Regions from separate parts of the Athene noctua genome. Here region 2 is linked to region 1. Evidence: chromatin contacts called from public Hi-C data. All regions are on one chromosome and are shown on one strand. The core of a region is the stretch at or near the end of the contact, and the rest is flanking DNA. Distances in the headings are between cores, read along the strand shown.

What was found. Hi-C and Micro-C count contacts between places; a contact is called where the count stands out from the background.
Region 2: a contact with region 1 is called in a Hi-C map of heart, with 2.2 times the contacts expected there. The contact joins the promoter of FBXO47 here to the promoter of CDK12 in region 1. A contact is called at or near these places in 2 of 2 Hi-C or Micro-C datasets (heart and liver).

What each region holds. Positions count from the first base shown.
Region 1 is chr25:1,542,462-1,549,835 of bAthNoc1.hap1.1, reverse strand. It overlaps CDK12 (cyclin dependent kinase 12), which reads left to right and starts at 4,780. Exons shown (of 14, transcript XM_074926658.1): 1 at 4,780-6,271. The coding sequence starts at 5,220. It overlaps MED1 (mediator complex subunit 1), which reads right to left and starts at 4,179. Exons shown (of 17, transcript XM_074926656.1): 1 at 4,041-4,179; 2 at 2,060-2,166; 3 at 1,165-1,243; 4 at 655-709; 5 at 394-526. The coding sequence starts at 4,068.
Region 2 is chr25:1,678,939-1,686,312 of bAthNoc1.hap1.1, reverse strand. FBXO47 (F-box protein 47) reads right to left here and starts at 4,656. Exons shown (of 10, transcript XM_074926968.1): 1 at 4,476-4,656; 2 at 3,881-4,051; 3 at 1,014-1,090; 4 at 383-460. The coding sequence starts at 4,656.

The sequences.
Region 1 (7,374 bases), core at 3,531-6,030:
AGAAGGGAAGCAAAGCCATTTTCTTTCAGCATTCCACGCTTCGGTATTTTCCATTCACAGATTTAAGTTGTGTAAGACTAATTTCCCTATCCTTCCTCCAGAAATAAAATTCTCAGAACCACAGCGATAACTTCCTCAGTTATAAAACCACTCGGAGAAAAAGAGAGACCATCAGATGAAGGGTCCTTGCACACACTATTGATCAGATTAACCCAGGAGAACAGACTGCTCCGTGGAGGCTTTCACCTTCCGCTAGAACAAGCGGCAAAGGAGTAATGCTGCGTCTAGGGGAACATTCACCACCACCCATTTCCTCTGCTCAGACAAAAGGGACCCAAAATGCAGTTTGAAAGACACAAAGACATTACCCTCAGCTTTGTCAGTAATACATACCACAGGGTTTTCTCCATGGTGAGCCACCTTGACATCACACAGCAGCCCTGTGGGATCTAACTGCACTTCCACGTAGAACATGTCTGAAGTGATGTAACATTCAGTGCCGTTCGCACTAAGGTGAGATCCAAGGCTTACAAACAAAACAAAACAAAAATTGCTCTGAGATGCACACAAAAAATAATCAAACCCGCCGTGAGATTACGACGTGTACAGATAAACAGGAAAAGCCTCTGCCATAAAATAAAGGAGAGGACCTACCCATTTTGTCTGGCTATAGACTCCAAGCGATCTGTCATGGCAGGCAGAGAAGATACTGGATGGAGAAAGCAGAAAACAAGCCTTAGTGAAATGATTTGACATTTCCCCAGGCGTAAGACGTCAGCATTAAAACCAATCTCGAGTAGTTACTCCCTCACATGTCTGCTCACACCTTCGCATGTGCAACTACACACATTATCTGTACCCAAAACAGAGGCAGAACGATTTGAATAGAGAAAACCAAACGTTCTCAGAACTGCAAAGAGGGGACGGATGTTTTTTTTCCACGAGTGGAATTCAGGCGTGGGCCTTTCCAACAGTAACAGGGGCAACCTCGAGTGGTGCTGCCTGGCCCTGAGACACACGTGCTTACGTAAAGGAGAGCACAGATCTGCTAGGGAAGCAGTGCAATGGGCTAGCAAGAACCTTGCTTGCTTTTACAATCTGGAGGATTTCCACAGCACATCACTGTGAAGCAGTTTGTAAAGCGCAGGCGCCGAACGCACCAACCTTTTAACGCCTTCTGCAAAGTCTCCAAACAGCTCACCAGGTGTTGGTGCCCCCCAGAGTTCATCACAACTCGCTTTTCCTTAGTGAGAAAGAAGAAAAACATCCTTTTTCTGTATCACTCAGTAAGAGGGAATTATTGCAACATTCGATCAGTCAAGTGAAGTTTATTTAGGTAATTAAAAGCAGATTAGATTTCATCCCAAAGTTACATCCTCACTTTGATTCCTGTAGGAGAACAGTTTGGAAGCAGGTAACAAAGGCAGGCCTGGAATTTATTTATTTTCCTTTAAGCAACTTGTTCATCTGGAAGAACCAACCGTAGCAACTTTGTAAGAGGCAGAAGCCAAGAGTTATATAATAACGAGACAGGCAAATTTTTAACACCACAATATATACAGAAGCCTTTGATGTAGCTCTCCCCTGCCTCCTGCTCCTCCTTCCCCGCACCCAGAGACCAGTATTTCAAACCCACGTTTGACTAAGCCAACACAGAGGTTTGAATATCACTGAACAGGGAGCACGTTGCTTTACAAAACACAACATCCTGAAAGAACAAGTGGCAGAACGGTTTGGGTTTCTCAGCACTGGCTGAAACCCCAAGTTTGAGCCTTTTCCTGGCGCTGGGCTGACAGCTGCCCGTGTCAGCCAGGCTGCAGAGGGGGAGGCTGGAATTGGGGAAGGCGAAGGCCCATCAGACAGGAAGGGTACAGACATCGCTCCCTCCCCGGCGCGCTGCGGGCTCTGAGAACTGGCACACCTCAGCCACGCTGGCCCAGGAGGAAGGCAAGGCCTGAACGAAAGGTAAAGCACTTTGTGGAGATCTAACAAACCGACAGCAAAATGATTACTACAGAATCTTCAGAAGCCCTCCTACGGAGATCCCAGCAATTCTCACCATGACTTGACGGACTAACTTCATGGTTTCTGTCCATGGTCTGTTTTGGTTGTACTTTGCGTGAAGTCTTTCTAAGAGGGTACTCATCTTATTCAGCTTCTCCGTTTCTGTAAGACAGAGGAATATTCAGAAAAGAGAACGCGACAACATTTGAAGTTTTATAAATAAAACAGCTTGGCTGTTGTAATAGAAACACTTCCCACCTTTAAGCTAAACACGATCTCAAAAAACTTATTCACTGCTGGTTTATCCCTGTGACCTAGAGCTTAAGGCTGAGCAAACATTAAGGATAAATCACAAGCTGTCAAACCCTAAAGGACCATAAAATGCCTACAGGCCTGCTGGGAAAAGCCCAGCTCCTGTTCTGCACGGACTGTGAACGATGTGGCCCCATCAGATTAAGTTTGGGCATGACAGAAATTTATCAGGGCACCATCTGAAGATACAACAACACAGTCTCAAGACGAAGCTTCCCCGGGAGAGGAAATGGAGAGAGTAGAAAACACTGTGTTAAAGAAGCGAGGTTAAATTTCATTTCCCCGTCACTGTTCACTCCTCCCACTCTCCAACCTCTTGTACAACAAAGATTTTAAGACTCTTCCATCACCAAAAACCTCAACCAAATCAGTCCAACTGCCAGTTGTCACAAATTCTCTGATCAGACACACTCCTCCCTCACCAGGTTTGAAACCCGAAGGCTGGGGTCTCCTCAGTGCTGCTCCAGAGCCCGGGCACGGCTCCATCCACTGAGAGCCAACGAAGCAGTGGGCGACTGGAGGGGTCACGGATCTCTACCAGCCTGGAACCTACTCAGCCTTTACAAAACACTTCTCATATCCCACAGACTCCCAGACCTGTGCTTCTACAAGCTCATTTCTGTAGAGTTTAGAAAGTTCCAATGTTATGAATAATACCTCTCTGATGAGAGAAAAGGAATACAGGATCAGTGACTAAGCAAAAAACCTAGTGTTGGACAACTGGGCTAAAAAAGTTCCAGGATTAAACCGTTCATTTTTCCCTACTATCTAGCTGGACACAGGCACAGAGAGAACTCAGGATTCAGGACTACTACAATTTTGTCTTTTTTTGCCAAGAGACAGCTTTTTCTAAACTTGCATTTGTCAAAGAAATCTCAGCGGACATCACTGCCAAAACAAACCCTGGCACTGGTGGGGCCAAGGCAAACACACGTCTACGACATTGCAACTGCCACAAGCAACGCTGGAAGCCCTCACCCACAGAAGGGTTTGTTTCCATTACTGATGCATGTACACCTTATAAACCCAGTGCTGACCCCACCAAATCCAAGTGTAAGAAATAAATGTTCGCCAGACGTTTTTCAGACACTTTATACCTCTCAGCTACCTTAGAATCACAGAGTGCTTGAGGCTGGATGTCACCTGGGGTCCAAGCCCCTGCCCAAGCAGGGCCAACTACAGCAGGTTGTCCTGGGCCCTGTCCAGATGGATTCCGGACATCTCCACCACCTCCCCGGGCAGCCTCAGAGTGAAAAAGTGTTTCCTGATGCTCAGGTGGAGGCTCCTGACTTTCCGTTTGGGCCCGTGGCCTCCGGTTCTGCCCCGAACTGAGCCGGGCCCCCTCTGCTTTACTCCCTCCCTCCAGGTATTTATGAAATATGATAAGATGGCGTTAGGCCCAGGGACAGGGAGAGTTCTGCCAGATCTCAGCACAGTGAAGAAGCCTCACGAGGATATCCGCCTTTATTTCCCTCAAAAATGGAACCGCTCCGCAGCCGGCACGAAGCCCCAAGCTCCGGCCGGGGGAGCGAGTCACGGCGCCGGAGAAACCCCGGCACGGTGCCACGGGGCGCGGGCTCCTCACCCCCGCGCCGGCCCGCAGCCGCCTTTCGGGGAGAAACAGCTCAGCCCCAGCTCGGCGACCCCGGGCCCCCCCCACCCGTCTCCTCTCGGGGCCGGCGGGAAGCCCCGAGCGCCAGCCGCGCCCCTCCGGCGCCACTCACCCTCAGCGCCGGCCGGCGCCGCCTTCATGGCGCGGGCGGGGACGCGCGGCCCGCCGCGGGCTCACGTCGGGCCGGGAGCGGGGCGGAGGAAGGGCGGGGAAGGGGAGCGGGGAGGGGGGGACGCGGCGGCCGGGCCGCTGCTCGCCGGCCTCACACGGCGGCGGCCGCCGCCATCGCTCCGGCCGCGGCTGCGCTGCCGCGCGCTCTCGCGAGAGGTGGGCGGGTCTCGCGAGAGGGCGGGAGAGCGCGCGAGCGCGGAGGGCGGGGGAGCGGGCGGGGCGAGCGGCGATAGGCCCCGCCCCCCGCCTGCTCCAAGCGACGGCGGGGCGGGGCCTCACCCCCCTCCCGTTACCGGCCGCGCCCCGCCCCGGCGCCCCGCGGCGCGCGCTCCTTCCCGCGCAGACCGGCGCAACCGCGGCCTCCGGGAGGTGGGCGGGGCTGAGGGGCGCAGCGCGCCCTGTCCGCCGGCGGCGCCTCTATAAAGATTTGTTTTGGGGGGGGGGGGGCAGGCGCTGTCCGCGCCGGGCGCCCCAATAAAGTTTGACCCGCGCGTCACCGGCCCCGGCTCTCGCGAGAGGCCGCGCGCGAGATCTCGCGGGAGCGGCGGGCGGTGGGGTGGGGGCGCTCTCGCGAGAGGCGGCCGGGTCTCGCGAGAGTTGGCGGGTGCCCCCCTTGGACGCGGAGCCGTTTCGCTTTGGGAAGTGAGCGGGGGGCGGCGGCGGGGCCGCGCCGGGCCGGGTTGGGCCGGGCAAGGGGGGGCGCGGGCGGCGGCGGTGCCCCGTGGGCCTTCCGGCTGAGGGATTGGCGCGGCGGCCCGCGGGGCCCGGGCGCCCGGTGCTGAGGGAGCGGGGAGGGATCGCGGGCCCAGGCCCCGCCTTCCCGGGGCGCCCCCGCGGCGGCGCTGCCCTCCGGGCCTGGGCCCCTCGGATGAGGCGGTGAGGCCGGTGGCCTTCCCCCTCCCCTCCCGGTTCCTGCCACCCCCCCTTCCGCCTCCTCCGGGGCCTCCAGCCGCCGCGGGGCCGCGCTCCCTGCCCCGCTCCCCATGTAGGAGGGGGTGTTGGCGGCAGGGAGGGCCGAGGCCGGGGTGGATGGTGCGAGGAGCGGGCGCGGAGGAAGTTTGAAGTTTGGGGGTTTTGGAGGATTGCCCCCCTCCCCTCTCTCGAGCACAGTGGAGGAGGAATGCCAAATCCGGAGAGACATGGGGGCAAGAAGGATGGGGGCGGCGGGGGGTCCTCGCAACACGCGCCTGGCAGCGGGAGTTCGAACAGCAAGGAGAGGCACCGGCTGGCCTCCAGGCACAAGAGGCATAAGTCCAGGCACTCCAAGGAGTCACCGCTGGCAGCCCAGGAGGCGGCGGCACCCTTGGGCGCGATGATCAAGCCGCTGGTGGAGTACGATGACATCAGTTCGGATTCGGATACCTTCTCGGATGATGTGGCCCTCAAGCTGGACAGGAGGGAGAACGAGGAAAGGAGAGCGGACAGGAGCGAGAGGATGCAGAAGCACCGGCACCACCAGCACAAACGCATCCGTGAGCTGATGAAGAGCAAACAGGCGGAAAAAGAGAGGAAGTTAGAAAAGAGCCTGGAGGCATCCAGCAGGTCAGGGTCCACCAAGGAGAGAATATCGGGCTCTTCCAAGAGGCTCCTCGAAAGCGAGGAGCACCCCAAGTCACTGTCCTCAAAGAGTAGCAACAAGGAGTCCCGGTCAGCCAAAGCGCACAAGGAGAAATCCAGGAAGGATCGGGAGCTCAAGTCCAGCCACAAAGAGCGCAGTAAAAGCCATCGGAAAAGGGATGCTCCAAAAAGTTACAAAACGATTGACAGTCCGAAGCGGAAATCCAGAAGTCCTCACAGAAAATGGTCTGACAGCCCTAAATTGGACGACAGCCCCTCAGGAGCCTCCTACATCCAGGAGTACGACCTCAGCCCTCCCCGCTCTCACACATCCAGTAACTACGATCCCTACAGGAAGAGCCCCGGCGGCTCCTCGCGCCGGCAGTCCATCAGCCCACCCTACAAGGAGCCCGTGGCTTACCAGTCGAACACGCGCTCGCCCAGCCCTTACAGCCGGCGGCAGAGGTCCATAAGCCCCTATAACAGGAGACGCTCCTCGAGCTACGAGAGAGGCAGCGGCTCGTACAGCGGGAGGTCACCGAGCCCTTACGGCCGGCGCCGCTCCAGCAGCCCTTTTGCCGCCAAGCGCTCTGTGAGCCGAAGCCCCATCGCCAGGTGGGTGCTCTCCACGGGGCTTTCCTTGCCCTGGGCAACGGGGAGGTGTCTGGGGGTGGTTGGGGTGGCTCTGGGCATGGGAGGGGTTAACCCCCTTCCTCATCTCCGGGGGGCCCAGGTCACTGCCTGCCCGACTGGGGGGCAGAGCGATCTGTGTGGAATCGCTGTGGTTGGGTCGGTGGCGATTCCCTTGAAAATGGTGTTCACACTTGGGGAAGCGCCTGCCTGGCTGGCCTGGGCAGCGTCCATGTTGGTTCTCAGCAGAGCGGCCGAGGGCTGACTGAGCTCCTGGGATTAAATTACACCCACCTCTGGAGGTGGCCCCCGCAGAAGGGCCCAGGCTCCTGGGGAGGGTTGTGCTCTCAGGGGGGACGGAGCCGTTCAGCTCCTGGTGCGGGATCTAAGGCGCTTCCCTGGCAGGAAGTTCGGCCAGGGAGAATGTTTTCACCTATCTCTGGAAGCCTTTACCTGTTTACTACGTGTGGGAACTTGATCACAGTTTTCGGGAGGGTGGCTTGTTTCAAGTGTATTTTGCTCTTTCTCAACTGACTTGTCTTTTCTCTTCCCTTGAATTAGATGACCACATGTAAACTCCACCTTCCTGCCCTAAACTTTCTTTTCTCAGTACTAGAGTTTCTTGTTTCCATTCTGAAATCGGGGTATTCTGGAAGGGCAAGTAGGAACCAGCTGTATTCTGGCTTAACTATAACTTTCTCATTTTTTTTCTTTGGTCAGTAACCTTGCTACAGAAGGAAACTATTATTTGAAGGTAGTTCTGCGTGTTTTATTTCAGGTGTTTGTTAATTGTCCTGTTACATGCACGAATACATAGTCTAATGTTGATTTTTTTTTTTTTTTTTTTTTTTTCCTAGCCTCAGCTTATGTTAAGTGAGTTTCCAGTTGTCACCATGGGTGCTGTGGAGCTTTGGTTGTAGCTCCATGGCAATTAAGATCTGACCTGGAATGTAATCGCTATAGAAATGCTCTGTGCTGTGTTAGCTGTACTGCATCCTCTGCTCCAAACAGGAGCTGCGAGTGAAGGGGCAGCCTCCAGAGCGCATTTATGTGATCAGCAGTTCCCAACTCGGGGCTTTTGGAATTTG
Region 2 (7,374 bases), core at 3,407-5,906, 140 kb before region 1:
GCTAACAAAAATATTCTGGCATGTGATGTGTATAGCCATTTACTTTTAAACTAAACCATCTCTGCTCTTGATTTGTGAATTTGAAGCCGTGTAATAAAAAGCTCCCCTTCTCCCGTGTCTTCTTAGATAATAAATCGCTAATCAAAATCCAGACTGGTTGGTAGTGAAATCCAGACCAAGGAATTCTCAAGAGTCCAATCAGCAATTTTAACAACCAGAAAGGAAATTCAGAGAACTGTGTGAATAAATACCTTTCCCCTACACTCCGAGGCTCAAAGCCATCTTACACTTCTAAATATCTTGCAAAAACACACATTAATTTAGAAAATGAATTTAATTTTCTGTTTGTGATACTTGCCTTCTCTCCATAAAGATACTGTACCTGTAAAAATACCCCATAGCACTGTAATCCTAAACAATTCAAAGGACTTGGACAGCCATTAAGTTTAAAACAGGAAACCTGCAAGTGCAAAACACTAGTAATTTATCTCAGCTGACCATAAACTAATTCCTGTGGTTGAAATTCTCTGTACTACTGGTGTATCAACAATACTGATTAGAGAGGTTCAGAAGGATTCCCTTCCCTTACTGTGTAAGGAAACAAGTTATAGTACCTATGTTACGGCTTAGCATTAAGCTCAAAACTCTGGACAAATGAGTGTGGAAAAGGTCTCTAAGAAGAGTAACCCTGGTTTTGGAAAAATAAGATTTCTGCGAAGACCTGTGCTCTTCCACTGCAGAATTTCTAGTAGTCCACAAACTGAAGGAAAGTTGAAAACCACTGACTGGGGAATATGGAATCTCAGAAGAACTGGCCTGTGTTCAGTATGCTGACTTTTCTATTGTTATTAAAATGAGAGCGTTTTCAAATCCATAAATTCATCACACAGTAGTAATAAACTCCAGCAAAGGGACAGTAAAAGGCAAAATTCAACCAGCAGTTGCCTTCTAGAAACGGTATTGTAAATGCAAGGGACAATTCCAAACACCAGTGAAAAGGGACGTGAACTTACTTCCGAGAGAATCTTGTGTACATACTTGAGCCGATCTTTTGTAGGCAATAGAAATGTGCATCTTTTAAGCAACAACCCTGTGAACAGAAGGAACACATACACGACTGTGAGTATGCACACACGACACGTACGTCCCTGAATTACCTGGAGCATTCACATCCCACACCTGCACCCGCTGCTCAGAAGAAGCTGCTGCTGCCCCGCAAAGGGGGTGACACAAGAGCACCCTGTGCTCTGGGGAAGGGCTTTTGTAATGGGGGCATCTTCCCCTGAAAAAACGTTGTCGGGGAGTAAGTAGGCTTCCTACGCCGTAACTTGTTTGTTGTGTTGTTTTAAAGTCTCTGTTAGTCACAGTTGGAGCTTTATTAAAAATTACTGTATTGGTTTTGGAATTACAGCTGTTAAAAATATTGGAAATAAATGTTGCTTGTTGCACCTCTTTTAACAGTACCCTGGGGAATGCTGGTTTTCCCCTTACATCATGGAAAGCTGAGATTCCAAAATTTTTTCAAGATAGCCACATGCTCTGAAAATATTCTAAACTGTCTTAATGTAAAACATAGCTAAGAGGTAAAATTATTTTCCTATACAGGACCGAAATGGTATGTGTTTAGGATGTCAAAGTCTGGAGTCCGTTATAGTGTGGAACAGCTGTTTGTTAAGCAGCTTTCTTTTCTACACTACTGATAGCAAATGGGTTAACAGCTTGCTTTTACCAGAATAAAATATATATATATATTGTCTGTTAAGTAATCAAGAAATCCACAGAAATGCATTTACTTGGGGGGGGGTGTGGGGGTGTGGGATGGGACTTTTTTTTTTCATTGTCAGTCTCCTAAAAAATACGTAACTTCTTCAATATCAAAAAGTACTTTATGCATTTCCTTTGGTTCTAAATCGACTCTTCCCTTATTTAGAAGCGTGTTAGCATTCCTACATGACAGACATAATTTATTCATTAGCCTAGGACATGGTCCAAAGCTCAGTCAAGTCAATTTTCTAGTGACTAGATGAGACTTTGGAGAGAACTCCCTGAAGAACAGTTGAAACTGTTCAGACAGCGTAGCTGCAGAGCAGAATACAGCCATCAGCGTGGGGAAAAAACTGTTTGAGTACAAAGGGTTGAGCAAAACAGACTGCTCCGGGTTTTGTACAGCCAAATCCCCCCTGTGCGGAAGGACAGTGCCACCATCATTTATAACTCACATTTTAAACAATGACTGAAATTCTGACCCCATTACAAGTCCTGCAAGATTTTGCCATGGACTTGAGTGGAGCCAGACCCCTCTGAGTTTAAGTGAGATTTATGTAATACGTAGACCCCGTCCAGGCTCTCTGAACAAATTTTTGCCGTTGAGTCCAGTCTTTCCCGCTGTAAAGTAAATACTGATTTTGCAACTGACCTCTTAACAGAAACGTTCTCTTGAGCCTTCCAGTGATGACACAGATATTGCCAAAGAGCTTTATGTTTTGAGTATGTCATGGGTTTGCTACTGGCCTACCATAATGATGGGCTCACACCTACATTTAAATAAGTTGCCATTTTGTATGGGGCTACTAGAAAGCCCAAACTAATGTTTAATTTTTTTTTTTTTGAAGAATTGTAGGGTTTCAGGCTTCATTTTAAAAATAAACCCCTAAGATTATTTTAAGATACCTAAAAAAACCTACATGGATTGCTTACAGTAGGAGGGTTTTGGTCTAAATGGCTTTAACAGTGTTCCTTTACTCTGTGAATGCCTTTATTTCACGACTTCAGCTCAAACCATACTTATAATTCTGCATCTGACCCTGGCTCTGTTTTATTTCTCTGTCAAACAAACAACGTTTTTTTTTAATCAGACAGGTAAAAGTAAATAGATATGGATCAAATTGTTTAATGTTCTTCTCTGATAGGATGCTTTAGAATGAATTAGAATCTATGAGTTTTAAAAATTAGCAGAAAAGTTAATAAGCAAACGGTTTTGGATTTGAGGCTGTACAGCACTCATTACTATTGCACCCATGTTATTCCGATGCAGGTTTCTACCACGCTACACCAGAAGTCTGAGGAGCTGAAAGAAAGAACAAGTGAATCTTTTCACCCAGAAAGGTTTTCTTCGCACTCACCATACCATGACAGCAAAAGCACAGACATTTTTACATTGCCCTTAAGCTAAGAGCAAGAGGAAAATGTGTTCTCTACGCCCATTTCAGCCTTTGATACGAAGCTGCCAGGGAGAATGCTAGTCACGGACAACTGTGATAACATTTTTGTGACGAGCATACTCCTTTTCTAAGCAGTGGAATGTGATCTGCAATACGTCTCCAGCAGACTATCAAGCAGCCTTTCTGATGGCAACTGTTGCTGGTCACTTCAGAATTAGGCTGGGTTTAAGCACTGCGGCTGCATTTCCCAGACTGAGGAATGCGAGCTCCTCCGAAGTGATCCATGAAGGCGGCCTGGACAGCCAAATTCCTCCAGCCAGTGTGGGGCCTGGGACTCGTGGTTTCTGCTGCAGTTTCCAGTAACGGTGTCCAAACAAACTAAATTTGGAAACACCTACTACTGAGAACTGATCCTCTGCCCAACCCCTGCTTGCCATTTAATAGGAAAAAATAAACATAGAGGAGGCAGAACATACATTATTTTTTCCATAACTATGAGGTTTTGGAATAATTTCAGGTAATTCCTCCCACCTCTCCCCACCAGTTAATGCTATTTGAGGGGGCTATTTGGCATGGGGAGGAACTTCACTTTCAGAGAGAGCTGCACAAATGATTTGGGCCGTATCCTCAGCATTTTACTGATCGATGCATATAACAGAAGAAACCTTTTAACTGAGCTTGGTTCTCCCCTAATTGTTCCATTTGCATTAAAGTATCACCTAGAGATTTGTAGTGCTCTAAAATATAGGATCCTTCTCTCTTGCCAGGTAGCTCAAGGTTATGAAAGTCTTGCAGTAAGAGCCTTCGGTTTCCTGATGAGGTTGAGATGTAATTAATAAGGTTGTTGCTGATGGTTTTCGACACCATGCTCAGCACGCTGATATCCTTCACTGAAAAAGCAAAACCCAGTATACCTGTAAATCTTTACTGCAAGAAAAATGCTGATCACTAGTCACTATCTTTATCTTACTTGAAAAATAGGCTGAGCAATAAGATTCACAAATAAAACAAAAATTAATTACTGTTTATCTCCTTTGCCAACAAACTGTAGTAATTAGAAATGGATAGATCTAAGGAACACTTTTCACACATAATAGGCAAAAAGCACTTCAAATAGTTTGTAATTATAATTTAAATTTTGGTCATTTGGTTCTTCATACATAAAAGCTGAAAATACAGAGAATGAGTCACATTAAATGACTTCAACTAGCTAACAGCTAAAACGGTTTAAATAATAATAGCTTTTTCTAAATGGAAAACTTTTGTGGCAATTTTCAGATATTGGAAGTAATACCTTTCTTATCAGATTCTCACCTGAGAGATAATTCAATACCATTTGAAAGATCTCTAGTGGAAGCGTTTGGAAATAGTCAAGTGTTGACAGAGATTGGGAATCTGTGCCCAAGATGTTCCAGCACTGCCTGGAGTGACGGTTGCTGCGTCTGTATTTTCGGTTGGGAATCAAAGTGCAGCTGGTCCGTGCAGTGGATGTCATTGTTCTGTTAGTCCAACAAATCTAACCTGAAGAGAAAATATGGAAGTCCTATTTTCAGAAGAGGAAAATACTATACCCAGAGCTAGGCTAAGAGGAAATCACCGCACTGTAGTCACAGTGATGGAGTGTGAAAATCTTGTCATATGCGTAGGATAAATTTTTGTTTGAATTTAGTGCAATGACATGCAATTTACTACATGATTTTCTAAATCCATGTCTCAGAGAATGGAGTATTCAGCTGATCTTAGAGAAGGAAAAAATAAAAGCACTGGTGATATCAGAAAGTTGGGAAAATAATTCTGAAAGGAAACTCTTAAGGGAGTATAAATGATGGTACAAGCTAGAATAATTATCAGTATTATTTTACCTTGTTACACTAATTATTCAACAGAACAGAAAAAAGTTATAGGGATGCTGCTGAAATGTCATTAGAGTGATAACTGCTTATACACACGCTTGCATGTGACCAAAAACAAGATTAAAAGTAACAAAGTGGTCCTTCAAACCATTTTTTCCTGCAGCATTTAAGTTGATACATGGCTAATTTCATATAATGACTATCTGTGTGATATCCACAGAAATGATATAGTATTGCTATCTAAATAAACCCCAGTGACCCAGGCTTTGCCAAATTGATGAGGGTCTGAAAAATAATGAGTTTTAAAAGATCGATAAATACTTTCTTTTGATTTGCCTTCTGGTTTCGGAGTCTCTAGAATAGGTACACTTCACGATGTCAGGCAACAATGAGTTAGTGACTCACTACCTCTTAAATATTTTTTTTAAACTGAGATTTTTCACACTACTTCTTGACTCCAGCAGCTGAGGCTTTAGGGAAATTGCCAAAGAGAATGAGTGCTGCAGTATAATTACAAGAGCTGGCAGCACTGGTAGTAACGTATCTGGAACCCGTCCAAGCTGCAGTGCAACATCCCAGTTACCATCAGTGGGAAATACAGTCAGAGAATAGACTCATTGTTTCAAAGATTAAAAATTTACAAAAATTACAGAAAACAAGTTCCAAACATCCTTCATATTTATTACGAAAGCACGCAAGCCAGACCTCTCTAATATGCCACTGAGCAAAATTACCACATCCACAATGGGAGCACTGTTTGTACAGACAACTGAGAGAATACGGGGCATTTCATTAACAGCCTTACAAATGGGCTTGGCTGACTTCTGCTTGTGTGCTGGATAGTTTGCATTGTACGTTTAAGGAAGTTATACTTCACTGGAAGCATTTTTAATTTAGGTACGGTATAATTCTAGCTAGCTAAAGAAGCTTATAGTTTAAACTTCGACGAGGCTCATGAGCGAATGTAACTGCTCCTAAAATTAGTGTTTCATTAGACTTTTATGCTGCTCAGGCAAGAGACAGAAAATTGATGTGACACCCTTAAGAACAATCAAGAAACCACCTATAGATAAACATATGGTTATATGAAGGAAAATGTTTACCTTCTAGAAGCAAAGAAAGAAAAGTCTGAAATCAGTGGAAATTTTATACACACAACTGTGGATTCAAGACGCAACATAGAAAGCCACTCCACTCCTGCTTATAAACAGGGCACCACGAAACTTTGTTCAAGACAGGCTAAATCTGATGCATGTGTCCGATTCATACTTTAGAAATACATTTGCAATCCTGTGATGCTTTCTTTTCCTCCTCCACTCCCCTTATTGTCTTCAGCAGGACTGTACTGTAAGGTTTTATGGCATCGTCAAGTGGGTTTGTGGTTTTTTTTTTTTTTAAATCTTACCTTGGGTCTGCAATTGTGTTATATGGAAGAAAAACAAGGGAGGTTTTCAGAAGTACTCAGCCAGTTCCAGTCCGTTTCTGTTCAATTTGATTGAAGTTGAATTGACTACCACTATTTTAATTTAGAGCAGAGCTAGATGAAATTAATGTAAATAAAAATGAGTACAAGCAGTGAGTTTCAAAGCCAAAGCTTAGAGACTTTACTGAAAGCTCCCATTTGCTTCCTCTTTGACTTAACGTGTTTTTTATTTCTTGGGGAGTTCAGCCAGAGCTGGGCAATGGTCTGTGCATCTCCATCTGCTGCTGGGATACCACTTGTTTAGAGAACTGCTTAATCCAGACTGGAAATTGAAAGGTAAATGTTAAATATTTAACAAGCTAAACTCATAATATTAGCCAAGAAGGGTCATCTTGTTTGTTGCTATAAGCTAATTTGTTTACAAGGCAGAAAGCATCAACTTTCAACCCCCCTCTAGAATGTTTCTTGTCCTTAAGCAGTCGCTAAACTCCTGCTAATGGATGCACTTTTGTCCTGATATTTCTCTGAGCCCTGTGTTAGCATTTGGCAAACATTTATTGCAAAAGGTTGTTTACTCTGGAGATTGGTTTGGAACATTTCCGTTTCCCTGCCTTGTCACAAAGAGCATAGAACGAATTGCTTCAAATATTAACTCGACAGGGCTTTTTCCTTTTTTTTTTTTTTCTTTTTTTTTTTTTTTCCAATTTTCTCTTTTTCCTTGTCAGTGCAAATAAAAACGTTCGAGTTCAAGTGAGGGATGACAAACCTCAGAGCATCGAGTGCAGCCGTGGAGTTGTGTTAGTCCTTGTTACCCCCCGGCCTACACTGACAATTTACAAACCCCGTATTTTTATTTACGCTGTAGCCTCTACAGCAGACTGGTAGTTCAAATCAGTCCCATAAGCATTTAAATTGGTGAATAACCCTGATTAGAAAG